2 separate regions of the Triticum aestivum genome follow, and region 1 is linked to region 2. Evidence: chromatin contacts called from public Hi-C data. All regions are on one chromosome and are shown on one strand. Each heading gives the region's core, a stretch centred on a gene start, on an enhancer-like site or on the middle of the called end of the contact. The rest is flanking DNA. Distances are from core to core; before and after follow the strand shown.

Region 1 (4,038 bases), core at 636-3,135, 260 kb after region 2:
CTCCCCTCGCATGCTGTTGATCACCATCTCCCCCATGGCCTTGGTGAACACATAGGTGTCTTGCCACCCATGGAGCTTCGCTCTACAACCAGCACGTAAAGCAAATCAAATGAATATTGCATCTTCAGACGGAGACCAAGGAGGTAATAATGGCAAGAAATGTATGTGTTGCTTACCTCTCTAGCCCTAGATCCTTCATCTCCTGAGAGAAAGAAGCCGAGTCATCGTCGGGTCGCCTTCTCGAGTCGAAGGCCAGCTTGATCTCCGCCTCGATGTCCAGCACGGCGTTCTTGTGCTGCTCCGAAGAATCCGAGGATCCAGCTGACTCTTTCCCTATGGTGTCACCCAACTGAAATGGCTTCTCCAGCACGACACCCTGCCTTTGCCCGTTCACATACGCTGCGATCATGCATGGATATGTCATGCAACACAACCGTTGGAAACCCCTCCAAAGGGAAAATTCTAAGTAAACATCGCTTTCACGCGGAGAGGATTCATTTGGCAGATGGCATGAGCCTGACCTGTCGACACTTGCAGGAAGAGCTTCAGCCTTCGAAACCGATGCGCGAAGCTCATTATCCGGAACGGCCCCACGGTGTTGATGTCCATGGCAACATCATACCTGGTTGAATATTCAGATGTAAATTTCTTTTGGTCACGATGGAGTCACTGAATCTTGGAGCAGTGCAAACAGCTAGCTAGAAGACAAGTAGACGTATTATAGAAGGACGAACCTCTCGTCGAAGGTGGTGTTGGCGGCGGAGTTGACGATGATGTCCACCCGCTCCGCGATCTCATCGGCCAGCTCGGGGGCAATGCCGATGTTGGCCTCCCGGACGTCGCCAACTACGGGGACAAGCTTCCTGGTTATGAATCCGTGGTAGTCGTCCCCGTGGATCTCCTGCAGGCGCTTGAACAGCTCCGTGTCTACCACCTGCATGAATGAAAAATGGAAAAGAATATCATCGTTTGGATGAAGAACAAGAACTGGTAGGGTTAGGGTATTCTAGTCATCGTACCTCATTTTGCAGTCTCTGCAGTGCCGTCTCGCTGTCCTTGGCCTTGATCAGCACGTACATCTTGCCCACGTCAGGGTTCGTCCTCAAGATTTTCTCGATCAGAACTGACACGGCAGATAAATAAATTCGAAACGAAATCGAGCACGAAAAATCAGGTGGAGGCAGAGAAAACTATGAAGGTGGCGACATAAACGTACCTTTTGCTAGGAAGCCGGTCCCGCCGGTGATGAGGAAGTTCTTGCCGCCAAGGAACTCCTGGATCCCGAGCCCGTCAGCGCGATCGTGATCACCACCCGCCTCCCGCGCCGAACCGGGCCCGGAGCTCTTGCCGTGCACCGGCAAGGAAGGCGGCCGCGACCCGCCCGAGGAGCCGCCCAGGTACCCGTTGGCGATGCCGCACGACACGCCACCGTCAGCCGCGGTGCGCCTCCTCGACGACGACGACGACGACAATGCAACCACGCTCCTCCCGTGGCCGCCGGCGCCACCGGCGGTGGCGAAGCCCGGGCGCCTCGCGGCCGCGACGGCGCGGGAGAGGTTCACGCACGAGCTCCCCATGGCGCCAAGGAGGGTCAGGTACGGGCTAGGTACGCGCAGAGGGTAAATCGATCGATGCCGCTGCCGCGGTGTAGAGCCGGAGGAGATGGCGAGTAGGTGGCCGGTGCGCCGGGTTAGAAACCAGCTACTTCCTGCCTGCTAATCACCAGGCGAGTAAGTCACCTACAAGGCTCTGTGATGGTGGAGCTGATCGGCAGGGGCCGGGGTGGAGGGAGGCTGCGAAGAAGTTGCATGCATGGGGCTCGAGCAGGGGGCTAGCTATCGACCGAAATGATCTTTTTTGCCGCCGGCCGGGCAGACAAATATGGCGCGCCGGCAATTTATACCGCCGTGCCGTGGGAAGAACACGGAAAGAGTCTGGCCCCCGAGGTCTTTTGCCTAACTCGTGCGCGCTCGCCTTGGGCAGGGCAGGGCAGGGCGCGCATGCAAAGTTCGTGCGCGCATGCTCTTCTTGGAAAACCTACTGTAGCGTAGCATCCGTGCAAATAAGTGCAGCCCGAGCTACTGTAGCCTGTTGCCGGCGGAATGAATGGGCCACTTAAGGAGAAAATGAAATGGCGTCAACCTCGTCCGGCCCCATCAACGTACATGCCAATGCCGTTAGAAACACATCGGGAAAACCAAGGAGGAACTGAAGTGACATGTGTGGGTGTTTTTATTTGAAACCATTTGGGTAAAACCTATAAGGGAAAAATGGTGCAATATTAAGAATATGGTGTGGGATCATGAAAGTGTTATAAAGCGGCGAGATTATGGGGGGACTTGGTTTGCAAAATCTTTCCATGTTTTTTCTTTTTGTAACTCACCGTGGTAAATAATTTAGGAACATTGTGTTCTTAAATATTGTTCTTTATGTAACTTGTTTGCATTTCAGCAATACAAGCAACATTATCTTCATAGATAGTTATGGGTGATTCCAAGTTTCCAACAAACCAATACCACTTGAACCCTTTATCGGAAAAAATACCACTTGAACCTTCAATAAGGTTTACCATTCTCCGATGTCATGCACATTCTCGTGAAATATTATTACAGTCAAAAGAAATATTTAGAATTGCGTGAATTTTTATGAAGTTGATCGGCATCTGATTAAATAACCGATTTTTAAAAGAAGTTTCGTAAATTTCATGAAACAAAACTAAAAAATGGAAATATATGAGAAATTTTGTGTTTATTAAAATAATTAAAATTGTATTCAATAATAGGAAAGCTTGAATAAAATTATGTATTCTTTGAAGAAATGTCTGAACTAATGGAAGATTCATGGGAAAATATTTAAACCCCTTCCTAAGAAAAGTAATTTGATTTTTTTCTAGACAATAGCACAAACTAAACTTGTTCAAACATTATTTGAAATTTAGCCTAGCCTTGGAATAGGCAGTGAAAAACGAGAGAGATAGAGCCTAGCCTTGGAATAGGCGATGAAAAACATGAGAGACAGAAGAAGCGATCACATGGGAAATTTCTACGCCAATTAGGTTAAATACAAAATGGCAGAAAATAATCTAGTGTATGAATGCACCCCATTCATGTGTAGCTGTACCTACGAAGTTTGCGACATGTTATTGGTGCAGAGGATTCCACTAGCTAATGGAGACCAAGAAATGCCTTTTAAGAATGGTCAAATGTATCAGACTAAGTAAACATGCTTTTAGGGCAAAGATACATGCATCGAGATGGAGCATACCCTTTTAGGTCAAAGATACATGCATTGAGATGGAGCATAATGCAGAAAGTTATAGTGCACATGGGTGTAGCTAGGGGATGAACAAGGTGGTCCATGGATCATCCTAGAAATTTCTCGAAGCCTATATATGACACATATTTTTTTTAAATTTATATTAGTATTTGCAGTGTTGGTCCACACTGACCCCTTGGGTTGGCTATATCCCTAATGGTGCCATTTGTCGCCGGAGGTGAACTCCAAAGTGGTCATACATTGTCGGCAAACATGGCAACTCGGATGCATATGGGCAATAACCCGTGGAGCATATTTATCATGGGCAATGAAACATGTCTACCTCCTAGTAGAATAGGAGGAGATTCTCGGGGCTCAAGAGCTTTGTTGCTCTGTTGTCTTGGCCTGTTTCCGCAGCTAGCACGAGGAGGATGAGGCGCCAAAAGCAAGAAGGGAGCAAAGGCGCCTCTTGGTGCGCCAAGCCGACAACCATCGCCTTATACGGAGATGTGCATGACAACCATCACAAACTTTATTTTTTGAAGTCGCTATTAGTCCTTTGCAGCTGTGGAGATTCGAGTCAACTAATTTGCCTTTTGACAGTTAGTATTTTCATGGATGTTCATGGTGACACGGTTGTGTTTATTGTAAGGTTCTAGTTTAAATGATGGCATGGCTTAATGTGGTTTCCAGTAGGTTTTAATTGAAAATAAAGTGAGATGACAATATTACATCAAAACAACTAATCTGATGGTATAAGTCACTATCATCATCAATAACGGA
Region 2 (4,023 bases), core at 586-3,085:
AGGGTCATTACCTCCCCTTAAAACCAAAGCGCTTTGCAAAGGTGTGAGGACTTCTGCTTTCTGCTGTTAACCTCCTAATCTGATATAATATATTTATCTTCTTTCAAGTATCTATTACGGTATTAACATCTAATGAATGTAAACAGGTTTGTAAACAAATTAAAAACCATAGCTCCTACATTGATACTACAACTTTGGGGGTGTCTTGAATTCTGTGTGAACCATTGCTTTCATTCAAATCATTAAGCTATTAATTATTTGATTCGTCAATCATCTTTTGAGTGTCTATTGTGGTATTACCATTTAATGGTTTTGAAGCAAATTACAAGTGCAGATCTTCTTTGTGGTCTTCAATTCTGTGGGAACCAATACTTACATATCCAACTTAACTCAAACTGAACAAAAGAGGTTTGCTTGGTTATAAAACCCAGTGGACCTCTTCTCTCCCAACCCAATGCCAACTCACACCCTCGTCACTCTAGCGCAGCCTCCAATCTCCTGAACGAACAAACATGGCATGAACGATCAAACCCTAGCCGGTCGGCTACTACAACATTCTCCTTAGGAAACGCATTACTCAGCCTAGACCGAGTGATACATGGTTTGTTGTGGCTGGCTAGCTAACGTTCGATGGAAAAGAGCACTAGAAAACATCAAAGCACTAGTCATTTTGTCTAATTGGGCCATGCAGCCAGCTACTTGGGCCTTAGCCAGCACCCAGCGACGCACACTGGTCAGCCCCACTGCCCAACCACCAGTGCCGCACCAGGCCAGTGCGCCACGAACCGATTGAGCCAGGCAGCCAGCCCCTCAAAAAAAAAAAGCCAGCCCCAGAAAGCAACTCACGCCACGAACCAAAGGGGAAGCGGCTAGCAGAAGCAAAGGGGCAGAGTTATATTTTTCTGAATTTTAGTAGCATTTCAAAATAGCTTGCAGTCTGCAGTGTAGTGATTGGTGGCATTTTAATGTTGTGAATCGCATGTTCCACAAAACAATTTAGGGATTAGTGTAGGCACTGTTAGTGTGTATGGAGACTACTTTGAATCTGCATCGATTTTTTTTGTTTTAGAGTCCGCCCCACCTCAAAAATAAAATATCGTCCTCCGCCATTGGACACAGGGGCATAGTCTTATACACTAGTATATGTAACATCTAATCTTATTCTGTAAATGTTTGTGCCAAACCGAAATAACAAGAGCTGGAAACATAGAAAATGCACCTTACACAAGATCGCTAAAGCTGGAAACGTGGAAAATGCACCTTACATTTTCCATATGATGGCTTGCCATAACCCATAAGCATTGTGATAATATGAAAGCAAGCGTTCAAAAGCGGAGTCACAATCTCAAATCTACCAAGTTCTTCATCCTACAGCAAAACCTAGCGTTCAAAGGGGGATTTTACTCCCACTTTGGCGTAGTAACCAACCCAGTTGCTGCCCAAATTCAGCGGCCATGGTAAGAAAGAGAGGACAAGGAGCTCACCATGGCTAAGGAGGGCCGTCGGGTAGCGGGGGGGCAGCCACCGACAGAGAGGGCCGCCGCCCGCGTAGATCTGCCGGGGGCCGTGGGAACGCGCAAGGAAGCCGCGTTGACCGTGGATCTGGTCCTGAGGGAGGACGGGGTGGCCGGGCGTCGTCGTCGGAGGGAGGTGGCCGTCGCTGGAGAGTCGGCTGAGGGACGCGGAGCTAGAGGGGAAGCAGGGAGGCGTCGCCGACCGGGAGAAGGCGCGGCCACACGGGGAGGCGCTCGGACAGGGCAAGCTCCCAAGTTCTACCGGGGGCTAGTGTTGGCGCTGACACATGTTTTTTCCGGAGATGGTCAGCGGCTCCCAACTGATCGAGAGAATAAATTAGCTCCCCCCACGAACAATATCACACTTTAGATTTAGTTTACGGTTTTTTAACACTAGATTTATGCTGTGTGTTTTTCTAGATGAGATCTATGCTGTGTTGACTTGTACTAGCTGCTATGTGTGATTAGTCAAACAGAAGAAGTAGACAAAAGGTCAAAGAAAATCAAATTGTTTGAGCTTCTACCAGGGGAAATAAGCGGTAACCAAAAAGAAGTCGAAACTTTTGGCTAGATTATTTCTGAACCCCATTTCACGCTTCTGGCGATGTTTGTTCGGTGGGAGGAGACGTTTCCGTCGACTATGAAGGCGTCTGTGATGACTTCGAAGATATCAAAATATTTTGTCGGTTCAGTCTCTCGGAGGTGTTCATAAAGATAGGAGTATGCATGCATGCGTTCATAGGGGTGTATGTATACGTGTATGTATGAATGTCTATCTCTATATTGTGTTCAAAAAAGATTCTAATTAAGTGATACCCGCCACCCTTTTCCTGATTCGGGATCCATTTTATGCTCAAAATACCACAACACCCTTCACCTCGACCTAGCTTGTCGCTACTCTCCTTGCTCCTTTGTTTTCTCTGTTCGCTACTAGATGAACCATTACGCCCATGACGCAAAACCAAATATAGCTGAGAAAGAAGGATAATGTGACCCATTGGGCCGATGCAGTCATGGTCGGTCCTCGGAGCAACGGCTTAGGAGCCAGAGAATGGTTTGCCTGGAGGTGCGTCCTGGGCACCGTGCTATTGCTTTGGATATTTCTTGTGTAGGGACGGGGCCGCAGAGCCCAGGCAGGTCCTTTGTAGAGCGTTGTTTCGAGCAAGGATGTCGATTCAATTTCGGGTACATCGGGTAGATTTTTGTGTAGGGCAACTATATGGATTATAAAGGTAGCATATATTTACACATTATACTAATGCTTTCTTATTGACCTTTCATGGACTCCACCATCCTGTAGAAGATCTTGCAAGTGACTAGTTCCCCCTCCTTCTTGTCCTCGACGACTGGCGGAGCTAGGAAGAAAGTCTAGGGGGGCAAATGGTAAAACTGGCAGACCTGAGGGGGCCAAATACTAAATTTATACTCATCTAAACCCTCTAAAAAAATTCCTTCACACTTTTTGCTTAGGCTGAGGGGGGCACAGCACCCCCAGGAGCACACATAGCTCCGCCACTGTCCTCGACGTTGCTGATGTGGTACTGATGCAGCACCAGTATCTTCTTCAAACACGTCTGTCGGTCATTGGCCTTCAACGCTAGGTTCTTGACAGTCTTTTGTGATGTTGTTTGCACACTATGGTCATGTGTATCTTGTGAGGCTTTATGGTTCCATTTTTGTACATGTTAGAAGGACGAAAGAAGAAACACTTGCTGATACGTCCCAAGCATATATATATATATTTTTTGATTGTTTTATGTTATTATATTATCACTTTTGAATATTTTTATAACATTTTATATTATTTTTCCGGACTAATTTACTAATTAAGTGCCCAGAGTGGTCCTTATTTTTTGCATGTTTTTGACTTCTTAGAAAATCAATATCTACATATGTCAAAAAATCATCAGGATTTAATATGATTTTTTTTCCACGGCACTAGGAGTCCTGAAAGTGTCGAGACCTGTCAGGGGTAGACACGGGTGATGTCTACTACACAACCTTCTTCTTGTAGACGTTGTTGGGCCTCCAAGTGCAGAGGTTTATAGGACAGTAGCAAATTTTCCTCAAGTGAATGACCTAAGGTTTATCAATCCATAGGAGGCGTAGGATGAAGATGGTCTCTCTCAAGCAACCCTGCAACCAAATAACAAAAAGTCTCTTGTGTCCCCAACACACCCAATACAATGGTAAATTGTATAGGTGCACTAGTTTGGCGAAGAGATGGTGATACAAGTGGTATATGGATGGTAGATAAAGGTTTTTGTAATCTGAAAATATAAAAACAGCAAGGTAACTAATGATAAAAGTGAGCACAAACGGTATTGCAATGCTAGGAAACAAGGCCTAGGGTTCATACTTTCACTAGTGCAAGTCCTCTCAACAATAATAACACAATTGGATCATATAACTATCCCTCAACATGCAACAAAGAGTCACTCCAAAGTCACTAATAACGGAGAACAAACGAAAAGATTATGGTAGGGTACGAAACCACCTCAAAGTTATT

Evidence for each region. Hi-C and Micro-C count contacts between places; a contact is called where the count stands out from the background.
Region 1: a Hi-C map of leaf shows a contact between it and region 2, with 4 times the contacts expected there. The contact joins the promoter of LOC123084801 here to the promoter of LOC123084800 in region 2. A contact is called at or near these places in 3 of 5 Hi-C or Micro-C datasets (all in leaf).

The regions. Positions count from the first base shown.
Region 1 is chr4A:13,945,501-13,949,538 of IWGSC CS RefSeq v2.1, forward strand. LOC123084801 (fatty acyl-CoA reductase 2, chloroplastic) reads right to left here and starts at 1,886. Exons shown (of 9, transcript XM_044506313.1): 1 at 1,217-1,886; 2 at 1,020-1,123; 3 at 735-934; 4 at 522-622; 5 at 177-399; 6 at 1-82. The coding sequence starts at 1,577.
Region 2 is chr4A:13,689,178-13,693,200 of IWGSC CS RefSeq v2.1, forward strand. It overlaps LOC123084800 (F-box/kelch-repeat protein At1g55270), which reads right to left and starts at 1,836. Exons shown (of 2, transcript XM_044506312.1): 1 at 1,485-1,836. The coding sequence starts at 1,487.